2 separate regions of the Macaca mulatta genome follow, and region 1 is linked to region 2. Evidence: chromatin contacts called from public Hi-C data. All regions are on one chromosome and are shown on one strand. The core of a region is the stretch at or near the end of the contact, and the rest is flanking DNA. Distances in the headings are between cores, read along the strand shown. Region 1 holds the start of HNRNPLL (heterogeneous nuclear ribonucleoprotein L like). Region 2 holds the start of SRSF7 (serine and arginine rich splicing factor 7).

Evidence for each region. Hi-C and Micro-C count contacts between places; a contact is called where the count stands out from the background.
Region 1: a Hi-C map of prefrontal cortex shows a contact between it and region 2, with 6 times the contacts expected there. The contact joins the promoter of HNRNPLL here to the promoter of SRSF7 in region 2. A contact is called at or near these places in 3 of 14 Hi-C or Micro-C datasets (fetal cortex germinal zone, fetal cortical plate and prefrontal cortex).

The regions. Positions count from the first base shown.
Region 1 is chr13:86,356,671-86,360,523 of T2T-MMU8v2.0, reverse strand. It overlaps HNRNPLL (heterogeneous nuclear ribonucleoprotein L like), which reads right to left and starts at 1,434. Exons shown (of 13, transcript XM_077959704.1): 1 at 1,366-1,434; 2 at 941-1,103. The coding sequence starts at 975.
Region 2 is chr13:86,192,442-86,196,410 of T2T-MMU8v2.0, reverse strand. SRSF7 (serine and arginine rich splicing factor 7) reads right to left here and starts at 1,326. Exons shown (of 8, transcript NM_001195586.2): 1 at 1,069-1,326; 2 at 1-30. The coding sequence starts at 1,096.

The DNA.
Region 1 (3,853 bases), core at 185-2,684, 160 kb before region 2:
CCAAAAAAGGGCAATAACGTTTGCTCCGCTTTGTTTCCTTAAAGTCTCCATCCAACTGAAGCTAACTACTTGCTGTGGACAAAATGATCACATTCCTTCTGTCTCCCGCTAACATTTCTGGTAAGAGAAAGACAAGGCTCTGGGAATGTGCGTTTAATGCAGCCCTTAGCTCAGTTCATCCTTTCATGGGGCAAATGTGGAATAAATTACCAAAGAGAAACTTTAGTAATTTTAAGATTTGTTTTACTTGAAGGTAGGGGTGTACCAACAGCTGCCAACACTTCTGTTAAAGTGTTGTAACCGAAGAGGTAAAAAGTGCACTGAGCAATCATCACAAAACTGGGTAGAGCAAAGGATGCACGCCATGCTTATAAAGAGTTTAATTTAAAAATTTTTTAAATGAAACATTCAAAGGAACTAGCATGTGAACGCCAAGGCATAATCTGTTATTTAATTACGGCTCTCCATAGATTCGAGGCGGAGAGCCCCCGGTGGAACCGACGCAACCATCCCGGGATGGTGACCAGCGCGCAGATGCTGCGGGCATAGGGGCTAAAGGCAACCGGTGGTCCCGACGCTGGCCCCGAGCCCGAGGAGTTAAACTAACAAAGAGCTCTCCGAGCCGCGAAACCCTCCAGAGCGGAAGCGACGCCTCCCCGCCGCCGCCGCGCCGCGACCCTCCCCAAGTTCAGGGCTCGGCAGTGGACTCGCTGTGGGGCCTGCGGCCAAGACAGGGCCGGGTTCGCAGTCGGGATGCGGGAAACAGGTAGAGCCCAGAATACAAGCCCCAAAGAGAAGAGTGGGCGCTTCGCCAACCGGGTCGGCGCAGCGGAAAAGGCTAATAAAGCGAGCGGGAGGCCCCGCACCGAGGCCCCGCCAACCGGCCCTGCTTCCCGGGGAGCAGCCAGGCACAGCGGACAGGGGGGCCGCGCTTTGTTACCGGTTGGGAGAAGCTCCGGCCACCGCCTCCGCCATCGCCCCCGCCCCGAGGCGTCGCTTCCCGGCGGTTCTCGCCTTCCTCGGCCGAGTAGTCGATCTCCCCCTCCTCGGTCTTGAGACGTTTGGCCTGGCTCTCGTACTCCCGGTCCTCCTCGTACGTCTCCCTGGGGGAGGAAGAGGAGGAGGACATGGCGGCGACCGGAGGGACCGGCGGGCAGGAGGGTGGGGGTGGCGGTGGCGGTGGGACGCGCGCCTCGGATGCCGCCGGCCAGTCCTCGCCGCCGGCAGCGCCTCTTCTGCGAGGGTCTCCGCGGCCCGGCCGTCCGCGGGGACTGCGCGGCCAGGAGACGGGCGGCTGAGAAGCGCGGACGGACTGAGGGGGGCGCCCCGGGAAGAGGCTCCGGAGCGGCCGCTCCCCTCAATTACCGAGCCAACATCCAGCCTCTCCCTCCTCCTCAGTCTCCGCTCCCTGCCCGGAGGAGCGAATCTAAGGATGGGGACGCGACCGTGGCTTCCGGTCTTCCCTCCTCCCCTAAGCCGCTCCCAGCTGCGCAGGCCGAGCCTCCGCCCCCGCCTTCGCGGCCGTCGCTCAGGATCGAATCCACCGCAGCCTGCGGGAAGCGCCCCCCCCGGCCCGGGTCCTGCTCCCTATTGGCAGGGGCGGGAAAGTCGACCGGGTTTTCCATTGGCTGTGAGGGCCGTTCGTCAAAAGCCGCCCGCGGCTCGGCCTCGCCTCCCTCCCTGCGCCTTCTGAACTCGCTGCCGTCCTGCGAGGCCCGGCGCGCAACGTCCGCCGCGCGCCGCCTGGGAGCCGTTGCGACCCCGCGACCGTTGGCGCTGTGCGGCTCCTACCCGAGGCCAGGCGTGGAGCGAACACGGACGAGCGACGAGAAGTGCAGGGAGGCCAGGGCTGCGGGTGTTAACCGCCCTACCGCTAATTTAAATGCTTTGTGTCACCTCTTCAAAAGAGAACGAGGAAGAAAACCTCTAAAATCCCAGCAGACATACCCCCCGAAGAGCCCCAAAATTGCAGGCGATGAAGGGAGAAAACGGCTTGGAGCCATGAAAGTGGTCTTTCCACTGTTTTGTGTTCAAAATCTGGTAGAAGTGGGCAGACTCTCCCGCCCCTAGCTGGGTGTTGGAGAACAGCTGTCAGCGTCGACTGAAGGCTGCGAGGCGCGCGTCGGCAGGAGGCGCTGCACGCGGGCGCGCGTAGGTCTGAACAGTTACAACTCGTTTGTAACCTGCGCCCTTTACTGACAATGTAAGGGACTTGCCTGTCCCGTAAGTCCCTGCTCCAGTTAAATATGTTTTAATCCTTGCATATAAAATCTCATCCTCCATCCCAATTCTTTCTCTTCCGGGCAGTGTTGTATTTCACTTGATCATTTATTGTCGAAAGATACAAAAGCCTTTGGAAATTATGTGACCACAGCTTGCTTCCTCTGTGGCGTCCTGAGGGCTCTTCCAAGATTTTAGTTGCTGCTCTCTTTTTGTAACAGGGCCCCTTATAACTCCCTCTTAAGATGTTCTGTTTTAAAAACTCTGGGAGCGCCTGAAGACAGGAACTGTGTGCAATTTTCATTTTCGCAAGCCCAGTTCCTGTGCAATCTCCAGCACAGTTTAGGTACTCAACAATGCTGAATGAGTAGTCCTTGGGAAATAAAGGTCCAGTGTATCTTTCAGGAGAGAAACTGGCAAATCAAGGTAACCTAACTGCCCACTGTCAGGTGCCTCTTGGAGGATTAGCTGAGATCGAGAGCCTCTTGTGTTTCTGTTGTCCTTGTCCCTCAGATGCTTCCCCAGATGTGGCTGTTCCTTTCCTAACAGTGTAGATTGCTTCCTCCAGCCTAGTTCTCTCCAAAGTTATTTCCTCCTCCAAAAAAGCTATTTTTATTTATTGCTGAGAGTGCTTTAATGTAACACTTTTTGTACGTTGTAAATTACACCGCCTATCATTTTGGAATCCAATTGCAAGATTTTCCATACTATGCAGCTATAATCAAATGTATGTGCGGCTGCAGGTATACATTGACAAAACAGAACTAAAAAAATTATTAATTTATTTTTTAAATTAAAATGGAAGTCGACAGAAGAAATAGCAAAAGGTAGCCGCAGAGCTGGCTGCAGATGAGAAAATGTCATTGGCAAAAAGCTCTGCAATGGTTTGGGAAAGTAAAATAGCAGCAAGGGAAACGATACAATTCTGCTTGAAATATGTCCTATGGATTCATATGTCCCCTAACATGTTCAGAATGCAGACACTACCTGGCCTTCAGAAAGCTGAAGATACCAAGGGTCAAAAAAAAGGTCTAACAAACCTACTTCGTGTGTTATCTTTAGCATCCATTGTCCTTTTTATAGCTGTCTCAGTATCAAAGATCAGGAAAGGATGAGCGGATTAATAAACTTGATACAAAGGAAACTTCTTTGATGAGGTGAGATGGGCCATTCCCAAGATATTTTTAATTTGCTCAAAGTAAAAGCGGCAGAAGAGCTGAGAGCTTAAAACAATTATTTTTTCGGAGAAAGAAAACAATAGAATATTATGTGAAATAATCAAGAGTGATGAGAAGCACTAAATATCTTTTAAGTATGAGCAACTACCTGTTAATTTTGTTTTGTGTACATTTTCATATGCTAGGTGAATTTAGTTTGGTAAATTTTATTCACTCACAACTGGATTTACTAGGCCTTATACAAACTTTCCAAATATTTCATGTGAAGATGCAAATATTTTAAACTCTCAAAGCCCTACATTCAACCTATGGATTATACCATGTTACAATGCAACTCTCACACCAATGGGTAAGGAAACCCAGCCTTGCCAAACCTAGGGCTGCTGTGCTCAGCGTTCACAAACAGCAGGTGGAAGCCAGTATGTACCAGTATTAAACTGTGTTCTTTTTGTGAT
Region 2 (3,969 bases), core at 77-2,576:
TTCCCAGGTTACCAACATACACCTTGGTTTCTGTTTAAAAACGCAAATAGAAGAATGCACGTTATGCAAAACCTGGCCCAAATTTCAATCAATTATTTGCCTTAAAACGGGCCATCCTCAAGATAGGGTAAAGCACATTAAATGCCCTCTATCCAAGATTGAACTTAGTCCTAAAACTGGTGAAAGTCCGCAAATCCCTGAAAAACTAGACTTTTGACAAAGTTCTTAACGTTCTAAATAATGCGAAGTGACCCTCCCGAACACAGAGATGCGTGGTAGGATACACCGAGGCGTGGGGCGGGATCCGGCCCGGCCCCGCCCATGAGTCCCGGCAGCCCCGGGCGCACGGGGAGCGCGCGGGCCCGCAGCGGCAGCGGCGTCGGCGGCGGGAGGGCCTCAGTAGGGGCCGGGCAGGGAGAGCAGGGCTGCACCAGCTCTCTTCCTCCGCGGCAACCGCCCCAGGCACAGGCTCGCCCAAGACTCCAGCTCCCCGCCCCAGAGCCATAAACCGTGCTCGAAAGAACTAAAAGAGAAAAAGAAACCAGCCGCCAGTCGCAGATTACGTCCCCATTCCCATTCCGCAATTTAACCGATTGTTTGACGAGAACACGCAGCTCACAGCTGTCAATTTCGTTCCTTCTCAAACACAACCACGATCTTACGGCTGCGGCCACATCTGTCCGCTGAAGTGGCGGGAAAGCGCTGAGGAAATGCGCCACCACGGTCGTCAATGTGCGCAAAATGGCAGCCGCCGCCGAGGGCGGGGGGAGGGGGGGCCGCCGGGCGGCTCCGAGAAAGGCAACGCGAAAACCGTGATCTCAACCCTGCTTCAGGCTGGATTGGGCCACAAAAATGCCCGAGAGTACCGAACTCGGCAGAGAGGTACACCCGCCATCCTCCGTCTCCCTTCACCACCCCGCCCCCGCTGCCTCCGGCTTCGTATGGCGTGCGCCGAAGCCGCCATTACGCACGCGGAATAACCGTCTCCCAACCGCCGCGCCAACCCTACGGCCTCGCAGTGCTCACTACACCCACAGCAACGTCCCTCACCGGACTCCAGCCTCTTACCTCCTCCGTACCGCCCGTAACGCGACATGATGACCGACCCGCGTGCTCGGCTCTTCAGCTCGCAGCGCCCAGGGCTCGAGTGACGCAAAAGCTGACACAGACCCACACCCGCCAACAGTCCCGGCGGCACTACGAGGAAGAGCCCGGGTTCGCATTTATATATGCGGCCGCTGGACTCTGCGCATGCGTCATCCCGTTGTTCTGCGCGGCACAAAGGAGCTGGGCGGAAACAGCGAGAAACGACGCGGAAGGAACTGAAGAAACGAACACGCGGGGCATGGGCGGAGGGATACGTTTCCATGGGAACGCCACGATCTCGCCCGTAAACCTGAGACCTTCCCCATGCTGTCCCGCCCCCTCCTCTCCCCCTTTTCTACACCCTCCTTGTCTTCCTTCCCGTATCCCTACCCCCTGCCTCCATTCGTTTTCCCCAGTCTAGGGACCCTCAGCCTTAACAATCTTAGTACGGATGCATTAGACCGGCCTATGAAAGGCTGTACCATTTAACCGCTGATGTTGCAGCCGTCGCACCTTTCCGTTTGGGGGACCTGGCCCAGTCAGCTACTCTGTGATCTTTGGGGCTCATCAGAGGTAATCGAAGGTTTGGCCCTGGTGAAAAGTCCATGAGCCCCGCCATTCTGAGTGGTGGTTTTTACACCATAGGCTTTAGGAAGGATGACGCACCCAGGGACTGGTGGTAAAGCCTCCTGCCCTGCACGCCCCCTCCAACTTCTTCTCAACCAGTCAGTCACCAGTTTGTCACCACCACGGTCTGAGTTCTTGGAGTCTGAAAGACAAAGGAATAGAGCTGTGGGGTCCCGCCCCCCCCCCCCCGTTATATTGAAATTGTGACAAAACCCTGAATGTTTAAAGCATTTTGGGCAGTGACAATTTGGAAATTATTTGCATCTGAAGCTCAAAGTAACTGATTTGCACTTCCTAATGCTTTCGTTTTGTAACACGTGTGATCCACCAATACTCAGATCCTGAGGACTGGGACTCATAAGTCATCTTTTTGTATCTCCACTCAGTGGAAATAGCAGCCTTGCGGCTCAGCCACTCAATAGTACCAAATAAATGCAAAACTTCTTTACATTAGAATTGCTCTAGACACCAACTACAAATAGAGAAATAGTTCTTTTTTGCTAGAAACATAGACATTACATCGTAAATTCTTGGAATACACAAAAGTTGGAAATGTACATAAAAAAGGACATCTTTAGGTATTTGCATTTTTATCTTTTTCATCTTCAGCAACTTCATTTGGTGTGTATAGGTGTGGAATGTAAAGTACAGGGAAAGGAGGCCTAGTTGGTGAATAAAGCATGGATTCTCTCCAGGTCATGCTATGATTTTCTGCATATTTTTTAAATAGGTTAAGTTATAGAGAGAATTAGTCTGTCTCAGGAAAATCTCTAGGAAGGAAATAGAAGCTCTGTAGAGTATATGTGTTCTCACTTAGTCTTGGTGATGTTTGTCTTAACAAGGTTCTTCTCAAAAGAATTAAACAATAGGCCGGGCGCGGTGGCTCAAGCCTGTAATCCCAGCACTTTGGGAGGCCGAGACGGGCGGATCACGAGGTCAGGAGATCGAGATCATCCTAGCTAACATGGTGAAACCCCGTCTCTACTAAGAAATACAAAAAACTAGCTGGGCGAGGTGGTGGGCGCCTGTAGTCCCAGCTACTCGGGAGGCTGAGGCGGGAGAATGGCGTGAACCCGGGAGGCGGAGCTTGCAGTGAGCTGAGATCCGGCCACTGCACTCCAGCCTGGGAGACAGAGCGAGACTCCGTCTCAAAAAAAAAAAAAAAAAAAAAAAAAAAAAGAATTAAACAAGAATTATAAAGACTATATAGGGGCCGGGCGCAGTGGCTCACGCCTGTCATCCCAACACTTTGGGAGGCCGAGGCGGGCGGATTGCCTGAGCTCAGGAGTTTGAGACCAGCCTGGGCAGCACAGTAAAACCCCGTCCCTACTAAAATACAAAAAATTAGCCTGGCGTGGCGGCGTTTGCCTGTAGTCCCAGCTACTCGGGAGGCTGAGGCGGCAGAATTGCTTGAACCCGGGAGGCGGAGGTTGCAGTGAGCTGAGATTGTGCCACTGCACTCCAGTCTGGGCGACAGAGCAAGACTCCGTCTCAAAAAAAAAAAAAAAATTATATAGTCACTGAAAGATAGAACATAAATTCTGTACAGCCTTATTTCTTCTGTTAAGAAGCTATGAAAATTACTGTTGAGGCCAGGCGCAGTGGCTCACGCCTGTAATCCCAGCACTTTGGGAGGCTGAGGCTGGTGGATCACCTGAGGTCAGGAGTTCGAGACCAGCCTGACCAACATGGAGGAACCCTGTCTCTACTAAAAATACAAAATTAGCTGGGCGTGGTGGCGCATGCCTGTAATCCCAGCTACTTGGGAGACTGAGACAGGAGAACTGCTTGAACCAGGAGGCAGAGGTTGCAGTGAGCCGAGATCACGTCATTGTACTCCAGCCTGGGCAACGAGAGCAAAACTCCGTCTCAAAAAAAAAAAAAGAGCAAAACTCTGACTCAAAAAAAAAAGAAAATTACTGTTGAACCAAGCATAGATAACTGCTTGAAAGACAGTGCATATTATGCTGTATAATTCCTAATAAACCTCAATAAACTTTTTTTGACTCTGAATACAAAGTCTAGGTCAGGCTTCGTGGCTCATGCCGGTAATCCCAGCACTTTGGGAGGCTGAGGTGGGAGGATTGCTTGAGGCCAGGACTTTGAGACCAACCTGGGCAACAGAACTAGACCCCCATCTCTACCAACAAAACAAAAAGTCTATAGCTGTACTAAAGAAATTTCTAAGCAAGTAATAGTAAACAGAAGCAGTTTTAAAATTTATAACCAATTGCTTTCAAATCCTGATTCACAGAC